2 separate regions of the Mus musculus genome follow, and region 1 is linked to region 2. Evidence: chromatin contacts called from public promoter capture Hi-C data. All regions are on one chromosome and are shown on one strand. The core of a region is the stretch at or near the end of the contact, and the rest is flanking DNA. Distances in the headings are between cores, read along the strand shown.

What was found. Capture Hi-C pulls out chosen DNA fragments and counts their contacts.
Region 1: a contact with region 2 is called in a promoter capture Hi-C map of liver, with 2.6 times the contacts expected there. The contact joins the promoter of Slc9a1 here to the promoter of Ythdf2 in region 2. A contact is called at or near these places in 1 of 39 promoter capture datasets (pre-B cells), 1 of 484 Hi-C or Micro-C datasets (neutrophils) and 1 of 9 other capture datasets (liver).

The regions. Positions count from the first base shown.
Region 1 is chr4:133,367,329-133,374,231 of GRCm38.p6, reverse strand. Slc9a1 (solute carrier family 9 (sodium/hydrogen exchanger), member 1) reads right to left here and starts at 4,497. Exons shown (of 12, transcript NM_016981.3): 1 at 3,325-4,497. The coding sequence starts at 3,688. Mir5122 (microRNA 5122) reads right to left here and starts at 4,456; the gene lies at 4,368-4,456.
Region 2 is chr4:132,207,515-132,214,487 of GRCm38.p6, reverse strand. Ythdf2 (YTH N6-methyladenosine RNA binding protein 2) reads left to right here and starts at 2,232. Exons shown (of 5, transcript NM_145393.4): 1 at 2,232-2,588; 2 at 3,032-3,056; 3 at 3,657-3,736. The coding sequence starts at 2,562.

The DNA of each region.
Region 1 (6,903 bases), core at 3,248-5,747, 1.2 Mb before region 2:
GGAGGCAGAGAATGGCCCAACCCCAAAGGGTTCAGGACAACTCTCAATTATTCATTTATTCATACATTTATTTATTATTTACTTATTTGAGACAGGGCCTCGTGTATCTCAGGCTGGCCTCAAACTCACTCTGTAACTGAGGGTGGCCAGCCTTGAGCTTCTGATCTTCCTGCCTCTACCTCCCAAGTCCTAAGCTTACTGACATCAACCGTCCTTTTTTTATGTGGTATATGGAATCAAACCCAGGGCCTCATGCATGGTGGGCAAGCACTCTACCAACTAAGCTACATGCCCAGCTCTGGTTCTCTCAATAATTTAAGTCCCTCTTAAACTACTAATTCTCCTCCCACCAAGAAGAGGAAAGAATCCTCGACTAAAAGAGAGAAACAGTGTCTGGAGAAGGGAGGTGATTTGCCTGAGGTCACCTCCCCAGTCCAGAGGCATCAATTACTCTAGAGCATTAACTCTTGCTTTGTCTCTCCCATGTCAATCTCCACAAGATCCTCCTTTGGATTTTGGCACACAACTAGGATGGGAAAGAAGACTGCACACTGCACTCTCTGTTCTTAGCTGAGGAGTACCGTGCGTGGCAAGGAGCTGCCACAGCAGAAGGGATGGGGGCTCCACCAAACCCCTACCCTCTCTGGGACAATGAGAAAACAGCCAAGACCCTGAAATAAAGTCTCTAGCTCTTGGACAGCAGACAGTGCAGAGTTCACTGCCCCAGCCCTCCAGCCTGTTATCAAGGCACCACCCCGAATCTTCCGACAACCACCAAAAGGAGGCAGCTCAAGAGAAAAGATAGGATAGGCCACACAGAGAAACCCTGACACACACAGACAGACAGACAGACAGAATAAGTCAGATAAACAGATCTGAAACCTTAAGGAAAGACAGACGGTGGACCAGGGCTAAGGAATAGTGAATAGCGTAGCGCTCCAATCTCAGAGAATATAGGAGGTAGGATTCTGCCGTAGGTGGCGGCTCCTCACCCTGCTCTCTCATGTGCAGCAAGCCAACTTTATGCACTGTATGCATCACACTGCTAGCACTCACACACTTTTGAACCTTGTACTTTGCGAATGTCCTCTACCTCTGAACTACACACCAGCCTGCACTTCTCATTTTCTGATAAAGAGGCTCAGAGAATGTGAACCGGTGGGTGGGTGGTGCATTCTACACAGCGACCTCACATCTAACCTTAACTCAAAGGCGCAGGTGGAGAGTGGAGTTTCATGGCTGCCATCTGCACAGCGCTTTGAGGTCCTTCGTCCCCATTCCCTCTACTCTTTAGCCCCAGAACGGCCAGGTGCCAAGGCCCCCATTTTCAGAAGCAGAAAAAACGCCTTTCCAAGCCAGACACACAGGCCTTTGGGATTGCATGGGGGATCAGATTCAGCCTCCCCATTTTACAGAAGGAAAACTGAGGTCCGAGTTTCAAAAGCTTAACCGGGGTTTCCAGAATCGGAGCAACAACAGAAATGTCAGACCTGGAAAGGATCCTGAAGATCAGCAGGCTAAGGAGACATGATTGGTCAAGGTCATGGGGGGAGGGGGGGAGGAGAACTCAGTTTCCTGACTGATATCCTTGCCGGCACCGTCTATGGTATCCAGTGGCCCAGGGTCTGTTGACAAAGCAGGTCAGGGCCAGCCAGCACACATTAGGACAAGAGCTATCAGGTCTGCAGGAACAAAGTTGGGACTTCCCAGAGTGGGGTCTTTCTGGTCATGCTAGTGTACTGACTAACAGCAGACACAGGTCTGCAGTGTGTGTGCCAGCTCCCAGGACTGGGACACCACGGGGCTGAGGGAGGTGTTAATTTACAGGCAGCACTTATGAAGTCTCTCCAGTCTCTCCCTCGCCTCCTACAGACAAATGACATATTATGGTCACTTCAGGGTCTTACAACAAATACAGACACACGGTGTCATGAGTCAATCGATATAGTCAAATAGCAATTCCGATGCTTATTTCACAAGAAAGACCTTCAGGAAGACACTCAGCTGTTCAAGGTCATGCATTTAGGTTTGAATCTGTATCCACGGTTCCCCTTGCTCAGACCTTGATTTTTTTTTCCCCCCCAGGAAGCTGGCTGCCATCAGGGTGTAGGTGCTGATGGCCCAGCTCCATGCCCTAACTCGGCCACTGTAACCACCTCAGCACCAAAGCCCCATACCAGGAAGCCAGCTCCTGGATCTATCAAAACAGAGGTACTGGTTAGTTCCTGCAGCATGCCACAGGGCCAGCCTCACACCAGTTTGGTGTCCTTGGGAAAAGAAGCTGCGAGACTTCCTGCCCAGAGTCTCTAACTCCTCAAAACCCAAATCTCAAGCAAAGAGGGAAGCAGAGAGAGACCCGGTGGCTCCCACTTTCAGTTCGCTGAAAGTGGGCTGGAAAACTTAAGGTAGCTTGAAAAGCCCCCTAGATACCATCTCCAGGAACTTCTGGGCTATGCAGCCTCGGGAGAACCCCACCAATCACCCAGCAGAACAGGGTGCTCAGGCTGGGCAGGAACCCCAACCCTTGGAGAAGGAACAGCATTTTCATGTCATTCTTCCAAAAAGAATATTTTAAAATCTCTTTAGACCCAGCTCTTCTCTATCTCTTTGCCTTCAATGGGTGGTCCCCGTCTCTAGTCAGTTGGGTACAAACCTGAACCAAACCTCAACCTCCTCTACTTTCTTGCCATCCCCAAATGGCTGGCTGTAGCCATTCCTATGAACTGGATAACGGTTGGCATTTCTGGACTGGGACCTGACTCAGGGGCTTCTGACTGGCCTTGGCAGGCAAAGCTGAGAGGTATCACTCTGGGGATGAAGGTAAATAAGTCTCTGGGGATCCCTGTGTTCTACCACACACCTAAGTGCCTTGTACCTAGTTCCTTACTCTACGCAAAATCCTTAGACAGGCCAAGTCCTAAAACACCCTTTCACAAAGAATGTAATAAATCCGTACTGATTCCTGTTGACAGGACAGAAAGGGCCACTTGCTAAAGGATATTCCTGTCTTACACATAGCTAAGCACCTGCCTCCTCTCTAGGTCCCATCCCAGCTGTAGGAGACCAGCCAAGCCTTGGCAGCTTTTCTGAAACCAATATCAGAAGCATCCCATCTCGTGCACGCTCCTGACCCTCCCTCCTGCTACATAATGCCAGCTCACAGGCCAGAGCTGGAGTTTAAGGACCAACAAAAAGGAGGGAGAGGCTGCCCGCCCGCGTTGCAGAAGTGGTTCATTCAGAGCCTGAGAAGCAGAACCTGGTAACAAGTGGGGCAAGAAGCTCACCTATCTGGTGGTGGCAGCAACAGCACCATCATGCACTTACCTATCTTCATGAGGCAGGCCAGGAGAATCCAGAGGGAGATCTCAAAGGGTGTGCGCACGTGAGGGTAGTCAATGTCCAGGACTGGGAAGGCCTTCCGAGATGGCTTACCGCCATGTTCAATGATTAAGTTGGTCAAATTGTGGTCATCTGGGCGATGGAGAGGCTCTGATGGTGCCGTGGTGACATCCCCAATTGAGCGTTCCCGGGGTGGTTCAGAACCTCTGATGGTGCTGGCAGTAGGGCTGTGCTGGAGGCCGTGGCTCCTGAGAACAGGTAGCAGTCCCACCAAGGCAACCACCACCAGCAAGGAGGGGAAGATCCGAGGTGGATGAAATCCCCAGACGCCGGACCACCGAAGCATCATACTGATCCCCCAGCCTAGGAGGCCTCAGCCCTTAGCGAAGTGCGTGTAAGACCTGGGACATAGGTAGCAAGGAGTCCTGCAGATGGGGTGAGACTGGGGCAATCTCTAGGAAAAGTTCATGTTTTAGAGAAGTATTTTCGTTTTCTAGAGATTCACAATCTCAAAGTCCAAACTGCAAAAAGGGGTTAAGTACCTTGGAGGGACTAAGGAGGAAACCGAAAGGATCTAGAACTTCAGGCTGAGAGAAGGAAATCGGGGAAACTGCGTCCTGAAGAGAGGGGAAGGGCCGGATAGGCTGGACCACGGGCAAGGGAAAGGAGGAAGAAGGATAGGACCTTTGGCTAAGGAAAATCACCAGGGTGCTGGAACTCGGCTAAAGGGGAGGGGTAAGGAGCCTGGGCTAAAGACGGAAAAGGGTGAGACCCACTCCGCAGGGAAAGGCGAGAGAAGGCTGGAAGGCCAGCCTGGGATAAAGGAGTATAGCAGGAAAAAGGCTGGGGCTTTCCCACCCACAGGAGAGCCAGGGTCCAGCCGCGCCGGGCTGAGATTCCGGGGAAATGGAGGGAGGCGGAAGACAGAGGCAGACGGCCTGGCGGGAAGGTGCCTCGGCGCAGGCTGGAGGCGGCTCGCAGTGAGCCAGCAGCAACACACCCCTCCTTAAGACCCCGGTGCAGAGCTGTGTTCCACCCCGGCCCAGCGGCAGCTCCTTCGGTCAGCTCCAGCTCCACTTCCAGACCTGACACAGCCCCGGGTCCCGCGGTAGCGGACTGATGCCTCGCTGAGCACAGCGCAGCCATTTATAGGCACCAACGAGTAGCAGGCGCAGCAAGCTAGAGAGACCTGTCAGCGCCCGCGCGGTGCAGCGGCCCCTGTCGCCCAGGGAAGGAAGTGTCACGTAAGAAGAGGAAGCCGAGACCTAAATTGGAAAAAAAAAAAAAAAAAAAAAAGTACAATCTAACACGAGTGACATACTGTACTATCTACAAAGTGTTTTCTTGTTAGCATGTGACTTTGAACAAGTTATTTAGCCTCTCTGTTTCACAGCTTTCTCAACTGTAAGGTGGAGATGGATAGCTATAACAAAAGGATAACAAGATGGTTAAATGAGGTGATCTATGAGAAATGTTTAGAATGAAAGGGATGGGATCGTGGTTCAGAGGTAGAGTGCTTGTCTACCATTGGTTCCTATGCCCAGTGTCACAAAATAAAGTTAAATGAATGAATGAAATGGGCTAGAAATCTGCACTCTGTATGTTCCCAAGCATTGACCTGTGCTGAGGACCGTGTGAGCTGAAATCCGTTCCTGCATCCCAGCCACAGGTGCTTTGATGGCAATGTATTGGCTTCCCTTGACTGTGGCGGCATAACCCCAGCCTCCCTGTATCCGTCTTTAGGTCCAAATTTCCCCCTTTAAAAGGACTCCAAGCAAATTGAATTAGGAATTGGCCCTAATGGCGTACCTTACCTTGATCAACTTCAAAAACCCAATCTGAGCCACGAACGGTGGGAAACTGTAATTCCAGCATTTGGGAAACTAAAGAAAGAGGAATTTTTAACTCAACGTCAGCTTGTGTAACAAAGTGAGTTCTAGACCAGGCTGAGGTCAGTAGGGAGACCCTGTCTCAAAGAGATTTAAAACAACAACAACAACAACAAAACCCCTCATCTAAATAAAGCCACATTCTCGGGCACTGAGGGGTGGGCAGGGGTAGGACTTCAGCTTCTTTTGAAAGGGCGTGTTTCAACTCATAACAGTAGTGAAACAACCAAAAAGTAAGAGGCTGGGTATTGTTTTTGTCTGTCTGTCTATCTGTCTGTCTGTCTGTCTGGTTTAAAGAGAAAAGAAGGATTTTTATTATCTGCAGACAGAAAACAGCTTCCAGAAGGGGCATGTTCTGTTTTGTGCGAAAGGCTACATTCTTACAATGTAGCCCAGCTGGCTTCTAATTTTTGGCAATCCTCCTGCCTCTCCCTCTCAAGTGGGATTACTGGTATGCACCACCACACACAGCCGGAACTGGAATTTGAATGAATGATATTGATTAGAGTTCAGAAAGGTCGAGACATTGTGTCTACATGGTGCAATCATGAGAACTCTTCCCCCCCCCCTCAGAAGTAGGATCTGAACACAGAACCCTGTGCGTGCTAGGTAAGCACACCACCGCTGAGCCCAGACTGAGAAGTTTTTAAATCATTTCAAATGCCATCCTGTTTCATGGAAAGGTTAATTAAAGCCGAGAAATCCAAGGTGATTTGTTCAAGGGGCTGTTAGAGGGGTTTGTTTTCGTTTGACAAATCTCTTCAGAACTTTCTTGACAAGGATTTCTGCTGAGCTAGGGACATAGGCATGAGGCGTGGAGTGGGACTGTGAATGGTGATTAGGGTCAGCTCCAGAGCTCAAGGTGAGCTTCCCAGCTCTGGGAGTGTCCTGTTCCTTCACTGGGTGGTCCATACCCAGTTACTCAGAGGCAGTTATGTTGTGGGAGTTCACCATGCCTTCAGAGTTTGTGTACTTTCCATCTGGAAAAAGGTGTTTTCAAGTAACAAGAGTGTGATATGACAACCAAGTGTAAAACATTTCTGACTTTTCTGAACCTTGCCACGTTTTTCCAGGAATAGATTCAGACACTGGGAGGTGACCGGAAAAAAAAAAAAAGAAAAAGAAAGAAAGAAAGAAAGAAAGAAAGAAAGAAAGAAAGAAAGAAAGAAAGAAAGAAAGAAAGAAAGAAGAAAAGAAAAGAAAAGAAAGAAAGAAAGAAAGAAAGAAAGAAAGAAAGAAAGAAAGAAAGAGAAGATTCAGAAACAGACCTGGAAAGATGCTTTAGTGGCTAAGGACCATCATTCAAATAAATCCCCAGCTCTCAGAGTTAAAAGAAAAGAACAAGAAAGCCAAGTATGCCCACATACCTTTAACCCTCGTACCTTGGAGAATGGAGACAAAAAAGATTGCTAGGGCTTGCTGCCCACCAGCCTGGCTCCAGGTTCAGTGAGAGACTCCATCTTGAGAGACTAAGGAAAGGTCACAGGAAACATGATTCCTAGTTTGGCGTCTGCCTGTACAAGGCTGATGCACTTGCACACAACACAACACACTATGCATATACCATACCCATACACACATGAGGGGTGTGTTATGGGATTCGGAGACTATCATGGAGCAGCTGTCCTAGCATGAGCAACACCCCGGGTTCGATCCCCAACACTTTAAGACAATA
Region 2 (6,973 bases), core at 983-3,482:
AACTGTCAGAAGCACTCCTCCCTCCCCCATCTCTTAAGAAGATCACACGAAAGGAACCCACAGCATACCCACCATTTTCTAATGTTTTCAACTTATTCCTTTCTTCCTTCCTTCCTTCCTTCCTTTCTTTCTTTTTTTTTGGGGGGGGGGGTTCAAGATAGGGTTTCTCTGTATAGCCCTGGCTGTCCTGGCACTCACTTTTAGACCAGGCTGGCCTTGAACTCAGAAATTCACCTGCCTCTGCCTCCCGAGTGCTGGGATTAAAGGCGAGCGCCACCACGCCTGGCTCCTTTCTTTCTTTCTTCTTTTTTTTAACCTTTATTTTTGTGAGAAACTTGTTAGGCAGGTGGTATTATCCTCTGTCTTAAGGGAGGGAATCTGAGACAGGTGTAATAATTTTCCTAGTGTTGTACCTGGACTCGGGAGACCAGTGTTTAGACTCTCTCTCGTTCTCAGGAGATGATGTCTAGTCTAATTCTCTTTTTACAAAATCAAGCTGTCTCTAAATGCAAGCAATTGCTGATACAGTTTATATACAAAGCTGAGCCATGAGGTTGACTGGCTAATTATCTTTCATAAAAAAACCATTACTAGGCTTCTCTCATTCAATTAATGGGCTCTCCACCCTGAGATGTGACATTTTACTAAGAGTTCTTTAACTTTGGTGTCTGATCTTATTCACTTAAGCCATAAATGTGAGTATAAGCAGACAAGAAATGCTTTGCACTTACTTTGAGCGGTTTACAAAGTAAAATCCAAGAGTCTTGGCTTTTTCCTCCTGAATCTGTCAAATCCAAACCTTCTCTATCTAGCAAGCAGATGGCATTAGGTTAACAATAGTGCATTGCTCAGGTGTCTACCATTTGCAATAGCAAAACCTACTACTAAATATCCTTGTCCAGAGTGATTTTTTTTTTGTTTGTTTGTTTGTTTTTTGAGACAGGGTTTCTCTGTGTAGCCCTGGCTGTCCTGGCACTCACTTTGTAGACCGGGCTGGCCTCGAACTCAGAAATCTGCCTGCCTCTGCCTCCCGAGTGCTGGGACTAAAGGCATGCACCACTACGCCCAGCTCGTGATTTTTTTTTTTTTAAATTAAAAATGCCTTTGGTGGTGCATGCCTTTGATAACAGCATTTAGGAGGCAGAGGCAGGCAGAATTCTGAGTTCAAGGCTAGCCTGGTCTACCTAGTGAGTTTGAGGACAGCTAGAGGCACCCTGTCTCAAAACACAAACAAAAAACCCTACAAACAAAAAAAAACCTGCCTTTGCTCATCCTTTGGCTCTCCAGTGAATCTTAGCTCATGAATACAGGATTTCTTTTCTAGCTGTTGAAGAATGATATTATGTTGTTCTTTGTGTCAAAAGCACAGATCTATTTAATAACTTGATAACTTTGGCAGCATGCTTAATCTCCCTTTTCCCAGCTGTAACATTGTTTGATAGGCACTTTGAACTTGTTGAAAGTCTTTAAATTTAATGTGTCAGAAAGCACTTAATGACAAAGCCCTGCACACAGCACATACTGGAATAGCGTTCATTTTCCAGTCCTTAGATCACGAATATTTCCTCTTAGGGTCCAACAGACTTCAAGAAAGTGTGTGTGACACTGTGCATACGGGTGAGGTGTCTTTTTCTTGGGAATAAAGTCCAGAGTTTACTAGATTATTTTGGGGTCACTGACTTCTCTGAAAAAAAGAGAGTGTATATTTTTCTCCCTCAAAAGTCAAAGGGGTAAATGTCTTGTGTGCAGGGCAGTGAGGGCCGGCTTTTTAATATTTAGTGGAAGTACTGCTCCTGGGTGTTTTTTTCAAGTCCCTGAGGAAGGAAGGTGACAATAGTCTTAAGGAAGGGCGCGGGTGTCTTCTGGGCCGACCTCCATGAAGTTTTCCCTGTGAGCTCTTAGGACCTCTCTTCTGGTTCCTTTTCAAATTGGGGGAGAGTTATCAAATGCAGTTATGAGTTAGGGCTCAAGTCCTACACAGAGTAGAAGCCTCTGCCCCATTAAGAAAGGGGCTTCTGCGTGTTTTCTTAAGACAAAACAATTATTCTCTAGGTGTTTGCCAAAAAACTCCAGTGGTGACCCCCGGTGCCACCCAGGGCTCCTAGGCCCAAAGCGGCGGCGGTGGGGGCGGGGAGACCGCGCGCGCACCGCTTCCGCTCCTCCAGCCCAGCAGAGGGCGCCACGGGCGCGGCTCTCCCTTCCCGAGATGCTTCGCGCCGGGCCCTTCCGCGTGGGTCAGCGACTGTGAGAGTCAGCGCTCGCGCCGCGCGCGCCGCCCGCCTCTGCCGCTCGGCCTCCCCCATTCGGGCTGCGAGGGGGCGGGCGCGCGCTCCGGAGCATAGAGACGGGCGTTGAGCTCGGCGGCCTAGAGCGTCGCCGGATCGGAGCCGGAGCCCGAGTCGCGCGCTGTGTCTCTGCTGCGTCCGCCGAGGCGAGGCTCCGAGTGTCAGGGACAAAAGCCGCCGCCGCACCCTCTGCTCCCGTCGTCGGGGCTCATCCGCCGCCGCCGCTGTCCCGACGAGGAGTCCGCCGCCGTCGTTCCCCGTGAGGATCCGAGAGCCATGTCGGCCAGCAGCCTCTTGGAGCAGGTACAGGCCCAGCCCGCATGTCTCGGCCATTGTGTGAGGCGAGACGGGGCCCGACTAGGCCCGGGCCCGCCGCTCCTGGCCGGGCCGCGGCGGGCGCCTCTCGCGGCTCGGGATTCGGGCCTCAGACCGGCCGCGCCCTGAGTCTCCCGCCCGGCCCGCTCTTCCCGCTCCTCCCCGGGCCGGGCCGGCCGCGCCGCGCTCCCTCCCAGTAGCGGCCCGGGCTTCCCTTCCTCGTTTCCTCTCTTTCCCTCGTGTGGCTGCCGGGTGGCCGGGCTGCCGGGGCTGCCCCGCCGGCCTAGCGCTCGTCCCCGCCTCCCCCTCACCACGCGTCCCCCCCAGGCCGGTTCCTTTCTTCCCTGCTCGGGCCCCGCGTTCATTTGTCTTTCCTTTTCCGTTTTCTTCTCGGACGACTTGCTGCTCGGCGACGTCCCCTCCTCTCGCAGAGACCAAAAGGTCAAGGAAACAAAGGTAAGACCCCGCTCCTCCGGGTGGCCGCCGGCCGGGATGGGGAGGGGGGTCCGCCGGGCCGTGGGGGCGGTGGCTCGAGGACGCGCCCCGGGGAAAGGACCTTTCCGAAGCCGCTCGGGTCGCAGGTGCCGCGCGCGGGGCGGTCGCCCCTTTTGGTGTGGCCCTGCAGCTGGCGGGCAGCTTTTTTCGTTAACAACGAGTAATTCATGAGCGGCCGGGGGTGGAATGCATTTTGAGAAGCACCAGGTCCTTAGTTTTCTCGTAGGTCTTAGGAGCCCTTTGTGTTTCCTCCTCGTGGAGCACTTTCTGGAAGTCACTCACATGTGAAGGAAGCGGGGAGAGAAAGCCGGAGGGAATTGAAATTCGAAGGAGCCAATACACTGACCTTTTAAAAAGATCAGCTCGCTCTGGGGTGGAGACTCTTTTTCACTGTCCGGCTCTTGCTTCAGCCCTGGCGCTCATCGTTATTCCCCGGAGTTTCAAACCAAGTGACTCTTGGAACTAGCATGGTTTCTTCCTGGTGTGAATGTAAACTGATGGATGGGTTTGGAAGGGAGCTCTTCGGACCAGGGCATTGCTAATTTAACTTTTCCCCTCTAGTACAAAATGGTTCTGTGCATCAAAAGGATGGACTAAATGATGATGATTTCGAACCTTACTTGAGCCCACAGGCAAGGCCGGTGAGTAGTAAATTGTTCTATATTATCTGAGGGGACAGTGTACTGTTAGACTTTCTCTGCCCTGTCTCACTTTTGTGTTTGGGTGTGTTTGGGTGTGTGTGTGTGTGTGTGTGTGGCTGACTCCTAATACAACTTACTAATTTGTTATATAAAACATTAAAGATATAAGCTGTGTGGTCAACAAAGCATGTGCTCTGAGACTGCATTACTGATAACGCGAGTTGTATAAGAGCTGTTATGCTGGCATGAGTAATTGCCCCTTGTTTGCCAGGAAAGGATTAGTGCACAGCTTAAGAATATTGGCCAGAGTTTAGCCTGAGCTCTAAAGAAAACAAAACCTTGTCTTTTAGGGAAATTGGGATGATAATGTAGTGAGGAAATTCTAGTGAATGATCACCTGAACCTCACCTATACAAAACTTACTTCTCTTTTGTCTCCAGTGAGGCTCTTTGTGTATTAAAACTATTTCAAAGTGAGACAGTGGGGCGCTAGATGGTGATTTTTGGTTGTTTAGTATCTGTAGAGAACAACTTTGTGCATAGCTCTTTTGGCTAATGTGTTTGTTAAAGGAGGCTAAAACACTGTTGAACACAGTTGACATTCAGACCAAGAATGATTGCGGTTGCAGGTAGGGCCAGGTAGAGGGCTTATGCATCAGTGTGTCCTTCTAGTGTAGTTCCCATTGCCACCAAGAAAAGTTTGAGATACATTTATTTGATGGGAGGACTAGTTGCATATATATGTAGATACTCCTAATATGAACTGTATGTATGAATTGTTTGATTCACCAGCTTTATTGTCTCCTCTTAGGACAGCCACACAATTTTGGTTAATGTAAATTCACAGATAAATGTATCCAAAAGAGTTGAAGGTTTTGATTTTAGGATGCTGTAGCATAGATTAAGAAGTTTGTGGAACATTGATATAAAAATTTGAACCTGTTCTGTAGGAAAAACATATGGCTGGTTTTCAGTAACTTGACATATATGTATGTATTCAGTAACTTGACATATATGTATGTATTCAGATTTGGACCCGATTGTTCCCTAAGGTTTTTGAGATAGCTTATCTAAAAATCTTCATATTGAGAGTACAAAAAGTTTCCACACTGGCTAACCAGCCAATCAAAGAAGCAGAGGAATGAAATATTAATAATTGCTGTTAATGATGTCGTTTGCTTTCCTAATCATTGTAACTGAGTGGGAGCATTTAGGACCCATTCTAGGTAGTTCTTGCACAGTATTGTGTAATTGAGAGTGTGGAGCTCTGGCATGTGTGAACTTGCCATCTCAGGTATAGCCATTCACCTGTGTCTTGGCATAACCTGTGCTGGTGAGAGCGTTTTGTCTTCTTAGAGAAGCTGAAGCTTAGTGACTTTTAAAAACTGAGGTATGGCTATAGACCTTGAAGGACTATGGCTGATTTTGTTTTGTTTTGTTTCTTGTATATAATCTAGAGTAATTCACAGAGCTGGGTGTTGTGCCTCATGCCTTTAACTCAAGGACTAGGGAGACAGAGGCAAGTGGATCTTTTGAGTTTGAAGCCAGTCTGGTCTTAAAAGAGTTCTGGGCTAACCTTTACATGATGACTTTAGTCCCAGCATTTGGGAGGTAGAGTAAGATGAGTCTCTGTGAGCTTGAGGCCAGCCTGCTCTACAAAGTTGAGTTCCAGGGCAGCCAGGTCTGTTACACAGAGGTTTAAACATGCCTTTTTCTTTTTTTAAAAAAGAATTCTAGGCTAGCCATGACTACAGAATATGCTGTGTCTAACACAGGGCCTCATACTAAATCTTTTCTTTTTTCTTTTTTCTCTTTTTGGTGGGTGGGGTGGGAGAGTCTCCCTATGTAGTCTCGACTAGCCTCATACTTACTGAGATCTGTTTGCTTCTGTCTCCTTAATCCTAGGATTAAAGGCATAAGGCACCATACTTGGCTTTATCACGGTCTTATCAGTTGAAAAATTTATTGTGTAGATGTATTTAGAGGCTAAAGAATACAGTTTATACTGTTTCCTGGCCTTGGTAATACAAGTTTAAGTACTAAGGTACTTAGTTTTCTAAGTCTCTTCAGGATAAATCTACCTATTGGTAGCTATGGATCGGCAAATAATGAGTTGCTGGAACTATTACAGCTAAGGCAGAGTATTTTGAGTTGGGTTATGTACTTATGGGAATCAGTGTTATATACCTCTTGTTTTAAACTTGATCATTCTCTACACTGTAGGTTCATTTAATTAAGTTTTGAGATAGAGTCTTAAGAGTATTGCCCAGGCTGGCTTGGAACTATGTCTATGTAGATCAGGTTGGCTCCCAATAATTGAGATTTACCTGAGTCTGCCTCTCCAGTGCTGGGATGAAAGGCATACACACATCAACCATGCCCAGTAGTTCTGTAGGAATTTTTTTGCAAAACCCAAACAAAACATCAAGGCTTTCATATAATAATAATCTGTATACTTGATGTGAAGAGTAATTGTACATAATTTTGTATTTCTGATTATTTAAGGTTATAGACTTATTTGTATTATATTTTTCTACTTCTAATGCAAAAGGTAGTGTGAATTTCAAATGGCAGTCATTCATTTTATAGATGAGACGAAACGGGAACTAAACTACCCCCCCAACCCCCCTTGAATCTTAAGTCCTTTGGAAACCACTATTTCCCTTCCAGATTCTTACACAGTTTACTTAGTAAACACTAAGTTTATGAGGGAAGAATGCTTAGACTAGGCATGTGGACTAGAACTTGAGATTTCTAGTTCTTTCCATTTTGTTTTGTTTTCTTTCTCCTTCCTTCCTTCCTTCCTTCCTTCCTTCCTTCCTTCCTTCCTTCCTTCCTGGTTTTTTGTTTTTTTGGTTTTTTGTTTTGTTTTGTTTTTGGTTTTTTGAGACAGGGTTTCTCTGTATAGCTCTGGCTGTCCTGGAACTCACTCTGTAGACCAGGCTGGCCTCGAACTCAGAAATCCCCCTGCCTCTGCCTCCTGAGTGCTGGGATTAAAGGCGCCTGTGCCACTACTGCCCGACTCTCCAATGTTTCCTTACACACACACACACACACACACACACACAAAAGAACTGGGCATATATGTGCTACCACACAGAGAACAATTTGCAGAAGTTGGCTTTCTCTGTTCACCATGTGGGATCCAGGATCAGGTTCTTGAGCCTGACTACTGAGCCATCTCACGGAGCTTTGTTGTTTTACATATCTTCTTATGTGGGTGTGGACCTGCCATGGC